2 separate regions of the Sus scrofa genome follow, and region 2 is linked to region 1. Evidence: chromatin contacts called from public HiChIP or PLAC-seq data. All regions are on one chromosome and are shown on one strand. The core of a region is the stretch at or near the end of the contact, and the rest is flanking DNA. Distances in the headings are between cores, read along the strand shown. Region 1 holds the start of TOB2 (protein Tob2). Region 2 holds the start of SLC25A17 (peroxisomal membrane protein PMP34).

Region 1 (6,621 bases), core at 1,695-4,194:
CTTTCTTCATGGCTGCTGATTTAAGATCTGCTTCTAGTGAGTTTTTCCTGGGTGAAGGCGGTAAACTGGGATAGATAGCCTCACATTCCTCCCCCTCCCCAGCCCCAAACCCCGCCGCTTCATCTGTATTCTTTGGGCTGAGTGGTCTCCTTTTGGAGTTGCTGCAGGGACGGTGTATTCAAAGAAAAAAGAGCCTTTTCATTCACTGCCCAGCAGGCTCGGCTGCTGCACCCTCACAGCCAGGAAAGGCAGGAATTAAACCCAGTTCTCCCATCCTCTCAGCCGAAGAAACTCCCAGTTTTAAGCTACGGGGAGGCACTGGGCCGAAAATCAGGCCCTGATGCCAGCAGGGCCGAAGTCTTACCCCCCTTCTAATCCAAGTCCGAGTAACCAGACCTGGCAAGGTAATGGGAAAAGGTTCCCGGGCAGGGAAGGAAAAATTGTACATCTGATACCTGAACTACATCTTCTAATACTTAAAATTGTTTGTCAGACTCCTATTGCAAGGCCTTCTCTATGACCAGACTTACCAGATCCTCGCAAAGCTCCCCTGCTGGGTGTTAAACCTCCCTAATCCTTCCTCCCACACTAGCTTCTTTCCACCTCTGCTCAAGAGGGGGATGGGGGCAGGCACCCAAGAAAGCAATAGGGGTGTTTTCCTGCTGTTAAATCAAAGATGAGGGACCCACTCCCAGCGTAGTGTGGGTAGGAAAGATAAAAAATGGTTAAGATACTGAGCAGACGCCGCCTGGAACCCCGTTGGGCTAGCCCCTGAGTTGACGCCCGCTGTGTGGGGTTCTGGTTCCTCTAGGGGGTGGGAAAGGTCTGCCAGCTGCCCCTCCTCTCTGTGCTCCCTCCTTCCTCTCCCTTTCTGGTCAAGGGCACAGTCCATCTTCTGGACAAGAGGGGAAGGAGCGTAGGAATAGGGAGCTTTCTCCTAGGCACCTCACCAGGATCAACCAGAATCCACTCGTTGATACTGCTTAAGGGTACTTTTTTTTCTGCCCAGTTTTCCTTGAAAACATTAACGAGGATAAAAAGCTCAAGACGAAATGGTCAATTCAGGCTGGGCAGCCAGAGGACAGTCCTGACCGGTTCAAAAGGGGGGTGTTCACCCTCCATTCCTCAGGCTCCACAGGGCCAAAAATAAACCCTATTAATTATTACCACCCCATTCCTCGCACCGGAGAAAAGAAGGAGAAAAACAAGGCCTGGATCCTCTTCCTTCCTCTGATTTATTTAATAGTGGTGGGAGTTATTTTTCAGGGGGAACAAGGAAAATCTAGCGACTCCCTAGGCTATGAAGAACGGAGGGAGGCGGAGGAGGGAGGGAATGCACCCCACCCAGGAGGTGGCCGCACTTGGAACAGGGGGAGACAGGGACTCTGGGATACCCCAGGATGAGAGCGACGTGAAAGGAAAGAGTAGCACAGGGCAAGGGGGGGTTCCAGAGGGAGGTGGGAAGAGAAAGGAAAATGTTGATCAGGTGTAAGGGGGGGTGCGACCGCAACGTGGAGTGTCCAGCAAAAAGAGCTGGAGTGGGGCGAGGGTGGGGAAAGGCATCCGGCCTATTGGGTCTGGGGCCCCCCCCGCCCGCAAGGTTCCTACTCACTCACTCGGGTCTCCGCGGTGGCGGGGCGGTGTGCCGGCCGCGGGGCGGCTTCTCCCTCCAGGGTGGTCCTGAGCGCGGGGCGGAGGTCACTCTCCCTTCTCTCCCGGGCGCCGCCCGGCCGGGGGCCAAGGTGTCTTTTTCTTCGTTGAGGGTTGGGGGACGATTGAGGGGGCTTATGGGTTATGATTCTCAATAATTCTTTCTGCTTTTTGGAGGTCGGGCTCGGCGGCTAGGGACGGAGGGCGGGCGGGCCGGCCGGCGGCGACGAACCGCGGATGGCGGACTCGAGGGTGGTTCGTGTCGCGGGGCGGAGTACGGTCTGGGCTGTGGCCGGCGAATTGGTCTTGCCCTTCTGGCCTCGCGTTTCCCAAGCCACTCGCTCCCCCCCACCAAGAACCCGCTCCTTCCCGCGCCCCGGCCCGAAGTGAGCAAAGTCAATGAAAAGTTTCACCCTTAGCAACCCTGCGCACGGATCCGCCTTCCCCACCCCTGCGTGATGCGTCCCTCCGCCCTGCAGGGGCGGGGCCGGGCGCTGGGCCGGGACTACTTCCCAGCCAGCAGGCAGCTTAACCCCTGGAGGCGCGCGGCTCCCTGCTCCGCGTGGAACCCGGGGGCCCTTGGCCACCGCCCTAGTCCTACGCGTGGGTGGCCGGTCACCCTCCTCACTCAGATCCTGGCTCAAATATCAGCAAGGCTGCCTCTGACCGCCCTGTGTAACGCGGGCCGCCTCCCCTTCCCATCACGACGCCGGCATCGTAGTTATTTTCTTCATGCCCAAACTGCTCAAATTGTCCTCATCGTGTAAAGTGTTTCCCTATGCAGACAGCAAGCTTGCGAGGGTAGGGTCCCGGTTTGGGACCCAGCTGCTCACTTTAGGTGTGCTGGATGAATGGGTGTCCAAAAGAAGGGGACGTCCCCGCTGTGTCTTCAGCCCTGCACCTGCCCTGGCGCCGAGGGTTCGTATGCTTTCCCGAACCATCGCGCAGGCCACCTCGGCGAATCCCTTCAGCTCGGCGCATCTGACAGTCCGACTTTTCCCGCAGCACTCGCACCACACCAGTAAAATCTCTTCGCGGGTGGGGAGCTCAGGGGACTACTGGAGTTCTGGACAGATTTTGGACCTTTATCAACTCCAGTTGTCCCGAATCTTCCAAGAGCCTCGTGCCTCATTTGGGGACGACGCCTAACGTCGAGGGGAGTGCGAGGGAGAAACCGGGGCTTGGGCACGCAAAACGGGAGTAAGAAGGGGCGAGGAGGATGGGGGCGCAGGAAAAAGAGCCAAGCGATACATTAACCTTCCACTCGCGGCCTCTGGCGCGGGTTAACCTCACCGCAGGGACCCGGCCAGCGCTCTCTGCGCAGACGCGCGAGCGCGTCCTCCGCCTGCTGCAGGCGGAGCTCCGGCGTCAGAGGACGCCCCTTTTGGTTCTTCCCAGTCGTCGAACCCCCCCCAAAAAAGGGGTTACTGGAGCCTCATCCTTCAGCAACAGCCTTCGCCGGCATCCTAGGGCGCCTGTTTATGCCAGATGCCCCAGGCTTGCGCACCAGACGGTCCCTTGATTCAGACTCGCACTTACATCCCTTGCCCCTGCTATGGCCAAGGGGGTCACTCGGCTACTTTGTCACTGTGAGGGGCGCGGAGTTGGGGGTGGGGAGGCCTGTGCCGAGTGAGGTCACAGGCACGGTAGACTGCCAGGTGAAGCCCAGGGCCACTGGGAGCTTTCGCCTTAAGTCTTATTCCCATCCCTTCTTTAATCGCCCATTCCCTAACTCTCTCTCACACTTTATTCTCATTCTAGATGGTTCCGGCCCAACGGCAGTCGCCGAACCCACGTGGGGTGGCGAGATCCAAAAGTTTCCAGACACGGTTTGCAGTTTTTTTTTCCTTGATCACTTTTTTTGGCAAGGACAGGCGGCAATGGTAGCGTAGGGGTTTAATGCGCTTCTCCTGACTGCAGCGGAGAAACGCTGGACTGGAGGGCAAACTCCAAGGGGACAAGAAGGGGGAGGGAGCCTGGGCCGGAGCGTCCCCATCCCCCACACCCCGAGCGCTTTATCCCCTGGGGCACCTCCAGGGACTACTTGCTTGTGCGTCAGCAAGTGGCAGAGCGTCACTTACACGCCCCCACCGCCTTGCCCGACTCCATCCCTCCCCTTTTTTTCCTCCTCCCCCACCTCCCTCTCCTCCCTTCCCCTCTCCTCTCCTCGCGAGTCGCAACCCAGCGAGATCTGGCTCGCCGCTCCCTGGTGCTGAAGCGCTAAAAATATAACCAGTATGTTAGCAACAGCCTTCCCATTGGTCGGAAACAGGGAGCGGCGACATCTGATTGGATGTTCGATCCAACCTTTTAGGACTGGGAGGCGGGGGCGTGGAGCCATGGAGGTCTTGGGGGGGAGTGCGTTTGCGCATTGGGGCGCTGCAAGGGATACTGGTATTTGTAGTTATTTACTAGAGGCAGCCTTAGAAGTAGGTGGGTTTGAATCCCAATTCTGCCACCAACCGGGTTATCTTGATTGAAAGGCACAAATTCTCTTTATACCGTCAGACCTGTCCTCTCGTCCTTAAAATGGAGATCGAGATCCTGTGGGGATTAGATATGATACTGTATGTAAAGCTTGGCTCAAATAGTTGCTGTTCTTAATTTAAAGGTCACCGTTCTGGCCAGCTTGCATCCTTCCCGTACTGTGCTCTTCAGTGTGTATACCCCAAAAGGAAACCTTACAAGACAGCATGAGAAAGTTGAGGGTGTATCACACGGGAAGGAGGGATGGAGTCCATATAAGCAGATAAAAGTGTAGAGTCTCCTTCCATCAAGTGCAGGCTGAGGGAAGGCAGACTGAATCCCTGGAAGGAAGGCGTTGAATTTTTGCCCGTTCCTGCATTTATCTCCCCTGCAGTGCTGGAAACACACCAACGTTGAGCAAAGAAACCCAAACTGAGAAATCCAGCCTTTTTGGCAAAGAAGAGCTCTGGGTAAAGGGTTAGTATATAAGTAGGAAAAAAATAAAGTAGAGGGGAAGAAGACAATCACCATTCTTAATTGCTGCTGTCTCCATTTACCATGTGGTAAGAAGGACATTTTTCTCTCCCCCGTCGTATGAGTTCATCTTGCCAGGGCTTAATTGTGAGCTGAATTCCTACTCAGGCATTCCCGGGTCCTCTCCCACTTTGAATAATCATACGTTGAAAAGCACACACCTTGTTTTCAAAACGGTGAGCTTCAAAAGGAAGCATGTGCATGGAGAGGGTGGAGGCAACTCCCCTGTCTGAGAGTAAGCAAGTTATGCCAGATGTTTTGTTGTGACAAGTCAGGCTGGTCATAATTAGCCCCAATTAACTCTCAGGGGGGTGAGTCACTCCTTCATACACACATAGTGTGAGAGATTTTGTAGTTTCTTTTCAGTTATCCGAGAAAATACTCAGTTTGATTCTTCAGATCCACTGCTCCAACTGGGCAGGAGCAAAGACAGCCACAACAGAAATTGGCTTTGGAGAAAAGTGATTGGAGGGATGCTGAGGGCAAATAATTTGCTATTTATTGACCTGATATGGGTGAACTCTTATAAAAGAGACAAGTGAACAAACCTGTCTTTAGCTAAAGCACTGAAACTACAGTGTGCAAAGAAAGCATTGGTTTAGCCTTGATGGTGGCAGACAGGCCACTTGTTGATAAGGAATTGATTAACTGGGAAAAGATGGGAACTGGAGTCTTTTTCTTTTTTTTTTAGGCAGGAAAATTCCAACCAAGGCAAAGAATCTTTCACCTTTATGTCCTTTGTTCAAACTGTTAAAAAGTTACAGGTCAGAATATAGTGACATAGAATCTCTTGGAAATTTACTCATTTCAACTTGACTTCCTGGGAAGTTAATTTTCCTAATTTAGAAGCTGCTGAATGGCAGGCCAAGGTCCATATCTGGTGGCATATACTGACACTGTCAAAAAATTTTTTTTGGCCACACTCAAGGCATGCAGGGATCAAACCGACACCATAGCTGTAACCAGGGCCACACCGTGACAATGCTGGATCCTTAACCTAGTGAACCACGAGGGAACACCAACACATTAAAATTTAAAGAAGGAATTGACATTTAAAAATTGGGAGATTGTGTGGAGTTCCCATCATGGCGCAGTGGAAACGAATCCAACTAGGAATCATGAGGTTGCGGGGTTTGATCCCTGGCCTCGCTCAGTGGGTTAGGGATCTGGTGATTCATTTCGGTGAGCTGTGGTGTAGGTTGTAGATGTGGCTTGGATCTGGCGTTGCTGTGGCTCTGGTGTAGGCTGGCAGCTATAGCTCCAATTAGACCCCTGGCCTAGGAATCTCCATTTTTAAGGCAGGTGTGGCCCTAAAAAGACAAAAAGATAAAAAATAAAAATTGGAAGATTGTGCAAAAATATCTTAATTTGCCACTTGTCCTAAATTTAAAAGATCTGGTGGAATTCCACTATGGCTCTGCGGTAATGAACCTGACTACTATCCATGAGGATGTGGGTTCAATCCCTGGCCCTGCTCAGTGGGTTAAGGATCAGGTGTTGTGGTGAGCTGTGGTGTAGGTTGCAGACAAGGCTTGGATCTGGAATCTGGTATTCATGGGGCTGTGGTGTAGAGCCAGTGGCTACAGCTCTTTTTGGACCCCTCCCTTGGCCAGGGAACTTCCATATGCTGCAGGTATGGCCCTAAAAAGACCCTCCCCCCTCAAAAAAATCTGCTAACACTGGGCATTCAAGCTGGCAATTATCTGGAGTTGAATAGCAGCTGGTTACCTTTGCATTCTGTTTCCCTGGTCCCTACCACTCTGTATGGTCCCCCAGACGCTGAGGTCGAGGGCCACATACGAATTATCATCATGTTTGGGCTATTCTTACACCTCTCCCTTTTAATCACTTACATTAATTACCCAGACTCTTGAATTTGCAGCCCCCTTTTCTCTTCAGTGTAGTGTGGGTGTGTTTGTTTTTGGCCATGCTTGTGCCAGGCAGAAGTTCCTGGGTTAGGGATTGAACCCA
Region 2 (6,621 bases), core at 1,300-3,799, 540 kb before region 1:
CACTGCAGAGATACTGTTGATCCTACTGCGCCACAGCAGGAACCCCTGTCATAAAACTGAAGGAAAAAAAAAAAAAAAACTAAAGAAAAGGTTTGACAACCCTTATTTTGTTTCTTTCATAGAACTTAACACATCCAAAATTATTTGTTTTTTCCCCCCTTTTTTGGCTGCACCCACAGCAAATGGCACTGAATCTGGCAATGTTGGATCCTTAACACACTGGGCCAGGGATCAAACCAGCAATAGCACAGTGGGAACTTCTATTTATGTTTTGATTTACTCCATTATTGTCTGACTCCTCACTGGAATGCAAACCTCAGAAGAAAAAGACTTTGTTCTCTACTATAGTCTAGCACTGAGCAAAGGGCATGGCATACAAAAAGCACTCAATAAAGATGTCGAATGAATGGCATTTATTGAGAGAAAGAAAGGAGAACTAACATTTCTCCTCTTCCCATTCTCCTTTTGATGTACTCCAACTATTCAGCCCACCAATCCACCAAAACAGGTCTTCACAACTAACCTCTGGATTTATCAACATGTTTACCAACCTGACAAATGCAAGGATTAATTTTCAGCCCTCATTTGATTCATCAGCAGCATCAGACCCAGCTGATCTATACCCTTCTTCACGTGATTTTCAGAATACCATACTCTCTCAGTCTTCCTCCTACCCTACTGGCCCCTCCTTAGTTCCCTTTGTGGGTGCTATCTTATTTCCCCAGCCTCCTAATGTTGGTGTGCTCCAAGGCTAGTCTTTGAGACTTTTCTCTCAGTCCACACTCACTTCTTTGGTGAGCTCATCTTGTCTCATGACTGCTCACAGGCATTTTGAACTCAACTAGTCAAAAAGCAAACTCCTCATCCTCCCCCTGCCCCAAACTGCTCCTCCTTTAGTCTTCACCATCTCAGTAAATGGGAATATCGTCCGTCCAGCTGCTGAAGCCAAAACTCTAACTTTCATTCTGTTACACCCCAAATCCAACCTACTATCAAACCCTGGTGGTTCAATCTCAGCAACCTATTACAGGTTTAACGATCATTTCTCACCACCTCCACTGCTACCATCCTGGTTCCCTGACAGCGTCTCTGTTTTCACCCTTGCTCCCTGACAGTCTACTTTCAACAGAGCAGCCAGAATGATGTAAACCAGCAAGCTGCTGCATGCTCAAAAACGCAACAGTTGGCTAGCTGTCTGTATTTCACACTCAGAGTGAAAAGTCTCACACCACTTGGTCCCCTGAAACCCACTTGCATCTTTGTTGTCTCCATTCCAGACACAGAGGTCTCCACGCCCATCCTAGAGCAGGTCAAGCAAGCCTCCACTGCAGAGCAAGACTTTACACTGGCTGGAAAGCTCTTCTAGTCTAATTGAATGAACCAAGACTTCCAAATCAGACACTTCCATGAACTACTGTGTCACCTAAATCACGTTAACAACTCTGTGAAGTAGGTGTCAATACCCCCCCTTTACAGATTCGGAAAGTGACATTTAAAGACCACCTATCCAACACATGATGGAGTTGCGGTTCAATTCCCATTATTATGCACAGAATCCTGAGCTCACAGTGCAGTTTGGGGGGACTAGGAGAGGACTCAGTAATGTTCTTCTGAAGTCCCAATGAGTCCAGGTGCACGTCGACAGCTAGAGAGGGATGTAAGGAAAGGCAGTCAGAGAAACAGGATAAGAACCAGGAGGGGAAATTACCCAAACCCAGAGTGTAAAGTTCCTAGGAAAAGGGAGTGGTGTCAAATGGAAGCGAGACATACAGAAGCCCAAGAACCAAGCATATTCCTCAGAGTAAACCACACCTGGGTAGAGGGGAACTTTGATCTTGATTTAATTAAAACAAAACAAAACAAAAAGAGGTATTTTTCTTCTGCCAAGAACAAGAGGTACCCCGACTAGGTTCTACCACTTGCCTGCAGCAAGATGTGTAATTAAGCATGTGATTAAGCAACACAGCTTTACACCAAGGCTCGCCTCTGGCCCAGTGAGACAAAGTCTGTGTGTGGAGTGGGGGAGGGAGAGGGGGAATGACTGCCCTTTATATTTCCGAAGTCAAAGAAAACTGCAATTACTTTCTCCCCGAGGGTGTGTGGGACCACCGCTGCCTACATCCCAGATATTCTCTAACTGGCCAGAGCGGTAGCCAGAGGCGGAGGGTAAGTGTCGGCCTTCACCCCAAATGCTTCTAGCAACACTTCACCTAAGCCCCATTCCTCTTCGCCCCAGTCAGGCCAAGAGACTCCACACGAACTCCTTCTCATCCCCATCCCCCAGTCACATCCCGGTCCGGCCCCAGAGAAGCCCCACACCCGCAATGGCCCGGACGTGAAGACCCCGCCTCACCACGGCTCCTGCCACGGCGTGGACCAGGTTTTCGTAGGACAGCACGGAAGCCATAGGTGCGGTTCCCGCAGACCTGGTCACAGTTCTCCAGCAGGAGCCACAGCCAGTCGAGAGAGGAAAGAAGCACTGGAGCCCCGAGAGGTAGCGTCAGAAACTCCACCCTCTCAAGCCCGCCTCCTCCAAAACAACTCCTTCCGGGTCACAGGGCGCCCAGTCTCCCGGCCAGAGGCTGGAGGGAAGGGAAGGCGGGCCTGAGGACGCCCCTTGGTTCTGATTGGCCCCCGAGGCTTGCGCCGGGCGGGGCAGTGCGTGCTGGCCCCACCACCCCTGTGGTTCCCTGGAGTTCCCAGGGCTTGGCCAGTCGTGCTTCACGTCAACTCCAACACAGGGGGCGACAGAAAACCTACGCAGCCTCCTTTTTCTCCACTTCTGTCCGTAAGACAAGCTGGAGACAAGAAAGATGGGGGATTCATTTTCCTGTTTTCTTCTCACTAGTGTTTTTAGTCACATTTTGGTCAAGCGGAAGTAAGTATTGCTTGGGCAGGTCTACCTCCTGGTAGGAAGAGAACTTGAGCTTCAGGGAATCAGATAATCATAAAGAGATGGGAACAAACTAGTTAGCAGCTAGGAAGATCATTTAACCTTTTGGTTTCCTTTGTGAAATGATAATTAAAATCGACTCTACCTGCTGTGAGGATTACAAATTATGTAGATATACTTTATAAAATGCAGAAGAAAAAACTTCTTTTGTGTTGAAAAGTGAAAAACCAAACTACACAGAACTAGAAAACCACACGCTACCACCCCTCACCGACATCATAGCATAATACACCATGCTTTAGAACTTCAACCTTACTTCTTCACTTGGGCACCATAGTTCAGCGTCTCTGCCAGCTTCAGGACCGGTTAGTTTACTTTTATAATCCTTGCTGATAATCCTCGAGTACTTACTACAGCCAGCCTCAATGTTTTCTGCCCTTTACATTTACTCCCAGCAGAGGGCCCTAAAGATGTTCACCTGCTTGTGTTTTCACAAAATTTGCAGAAAATATTTTAACCACCACTGGTTAGGATCCCTTTCCCTTTAAACTCCCTTTCATTTAGGGTGGTGACCACAGCTAAGTCAAAGACGAGCTGGGGACACGTATTTAGAAGTGCTTATTTGTATGTACTAATTTAAGTTGCCGCTAGATGTCCTGTTGTAGGAATCATTTCTACCACCCTCTAGAGTCATGACAGGAAGGCGCAGTGAAAGTCAAATGAAGATAGGATTCTGGCACTAGAACATAGAAGCTTGTCTGCTGAAAATTTGAGAACTCAGTTCTCATGAACTCCTAATTAAATTGAAAGCTCTCTCAAGAACAAACCGGATTATGTAGCATGCAGATTTATAAATATACTGTCTTTATGATGGTAATTGAACACGATTAATATTTTTTCTTTACTATCGCACCTGTGGTATGTGGACATTCCCAGGCCAGGGGTCTAATAGGAGCTGCAGCTGTGGCCTAGGCCACAGTCACCTCAACACTGGAGCCGAGCCACTTCTGCTACCTACTCCACAGCTTGTGGCAACAATGGATCCTTAACCCACAGAGGGAGGCTAGGGAGCCAACCCAGATCCTCTCGGAGGCTATGTTGGGTTTCTAACACTGAAAAACACTGAGCTGAGCCACAGTGGGAACTCCCACAGTGTAATTTCTCATAATTCTATTTGTAGGGTATGACCTAGAGCAGACAGCATGTTCATCTGTGTGAAATCTTTTGCATCCCAGCTATCAAAAAATATCTCAATCAAGACAGAATTACCTTTCTACTCTACAAGTCATATAAACAGTGCAAGCACTTATGTACATACATTATCTATTAAACAGAACTACCTCTACAGAGCTATTTTATTTTTTTTTTTTTTAATTTTCCCACTGTACAGCAAGGGGGTCAGGTTATCCTTACATGTATACATTACAATTATATTTTTCCCCCACCCTTTCTTCTGTTGCAACATGAGTATCTAGACAAAGTTCTCAATGCTATTCAGCAGGATCTCCTTGTAAATCTATTCTAAGTTGTGTCTGATAAGCCCAAGCTCCCGATCCCTCCCACTCCCTCCCCCTCCCATCAGGCAGCCACAAGTCTCTTCTCCAAGTCTATATGATTTTCTTTTCTAAGGAGATGTTCATTTGTGCTGGATATTAGATTCCAGTTATAAGTGAAATCATATGGTATTTGTCTTTGTCTTTCTGGCTCACTTCACTCAGTATGAGATTCTCTGGTTCCATCCATGTTGCTGCAAATGGCATTATGTCATTCTTTTTTATGGCTGAGTAGTATTCCATTGTGTACATATACCACATCTTCCGAATCCAATCATCTGTCGATGGACATTTGGGTTGTTTCCATGTCCTGGCTATTGTGAATAGTGCTGCAATGAACATGCGGGTGCATGTGTCTCTTTTAAGTAGAGTTTTGTCCGGATAGATGCCCAAGAGTGGGATTGCGGGGTCATATGGAAGTTCTATGTATAGATTTCTAAGGTATCTCCAAACTGTTCTCCATAGTGGCTGTACCAGTTTACATTCCCACCAACAGTGCAGGAGGGTTCCCTTTTCTCCACAGCCCCTCCAGCACTTGTTATTTGTGGATTTATTAATGATGGCCATTCGGACTGGTGTGAGGTGATATCTCATGGTAGTTTTGATTTGCATTTCTTACAGAGCTATTTTCAATTTCTAAAAATCGTAACTTTTTTGCTTGCTCTTAAAATTCACTTTCACATCTCAGTATTCCTATTTACTATTTTTTTCTCAGAGACCTTCCTGAATCACATCAGCATGAAGTTCCACACTGCAAAAACAGTACTTATAAATTTTTTTTTTTAATTTTATGGCTGCACCTGGGGCACATGGAAATTCCCAAGCCAAGGACTGAATCTGACGCGGCAGCAACGCCGAATCCTTTACCCCACTGCACCTGGGCTAGGGATTGAACCTGCACTTCCTCAGCTATCCAAGCCACTGCATTCGGATTCTTAAGCCATTGTGCCACTGCAGGAACTTCAAAAAATTTACTGTCATTTTGTTCACATCTACACTGTCACTACAAAATAAAAGTAACTTAGCCAGAACCTTACATTTCATGTACATAGTTTCTACACTGGCATATTTATGGTCAAGTTACACTACAACCTGCAAGTATCCCAGTGATCTGAGTGAGCCACTAAAACATCCTGATTATATACCATGTACTAAGATTTTCATAGCACTTCTGTGTGTGTTCATACTAGTTCTATTTACAACCCCCCTCACTCTGGTTCTGCTTAATACTTAACAATCGTTTCAAAATGTTTGCTGAACTAGTGCAAACGGTGGTGCCTTTTGCTGCCACCAACACCACAGTAATGCCAGATCCTTAAACCACTGAGGCCAGGGATTGAACCCTCATCCTCATGGATGCTAGTTGGATTTGTACTGCTGAGCCACAGTAGGAACTGCTAAATTTGAGCTTTTATAAGTTTAATAGCTTCATTAATTTTACATCTACTTTAGGGAATCTCACCCTACCCCCCCAACTATATGCATTCCATTTAAAGTTACACTTTATTCGCTGTAAATAGTGATACACACTGAATTTTAAAAATTACTACACCATAATTTTTATTTTTTTGTCTCTTGGCCATTTCTAGGGCTGCTTCTGTGGCATATGGAAGTTCCCAGGCTAGGGGTTGAATCAGAGCTGTGGCCACTGGCCTACACCAGAGCCACAGCAACACTGGATCCAAGCTGCATGTGCAACCTACACCACAGCTCACAGCAACGCCAGATCCTTAACGCACTGAGCAAGGCCAGGGATGGAACCTGCAACCTCATGGTTCCTAGTCAGATTCGTTAACCACTGAGCCTTAACGGGAACTCCTACACCATAATTTTTGTTATTTTATTTTTTGCTTTTTAGGGCCGCATCTGCAGCATGTGGAAGCTCCCAGGCTAGGGGTCGAATCAGAGCTACAGCTGCCGGCCTATGCCACATCCACGGCAATGCTGGATCCCTGACCCACTCAGCAAGACCACGGATCAAACCTGTGTCCTCATGGATACCAGTCGGATTCTTTTCCACTGTGCCACAATGGGGACTCCTACACCCTGATTTTTAAAACTAGCCCTCTTACTGGGCCCATCACAAGTGGACAGCCCCTATGAGAAGCTCCCATGTTTGTGAATATCAGCACTCAATAGCGTGGCACTCATTTAACTAATGCCCTTCAAATATAC

What was found. HiChIP or PLAC-seq counts read pairs in DNA pulled down with a chosen protein or histone mark.
Region 2: a contact with region 1 is called in an H3K27ac HiChIP or PLAC-seq map of alveolar macrophages. The contact joins the promoter of SLC25A17 here to the promoter of TOB2 in region 1. A contact is called at or near these places in 1 of 5 promoter capture datasets (liver) and 1 of 2 datasets of contacts at active chromatin or transcription factors (alveolar macrophages).

Annotation. Positions count from the first base shown.
Region 1 is chr5:7,082,720-7,089,340 of Sscrofa11.1, reverse strand. It overlaps TOB2 (protein Tob2), which reads right to left and starts at 2,944. Exons shown (of 2, transcript XM_021091455.1): 1 at 1,613-2,944. LOC110260629 (a long non-coding RNA gene) reads left to right here. Exons shown (of 7, transcript XR_002343880.1): 7 at 3,412-4,640.
Region 2 is chr5:7,618,566-7,625,186 of Sscrofa11.1, reverse strand. It overlaps SLC25A17 (peroxisomal membrane protein PMP34), which reads right to left and starts at 2,549. Exons shown (of 9, transcript XM_003126004.4): 1 at 2,354-2,549. The coding sequence starts at 2,407.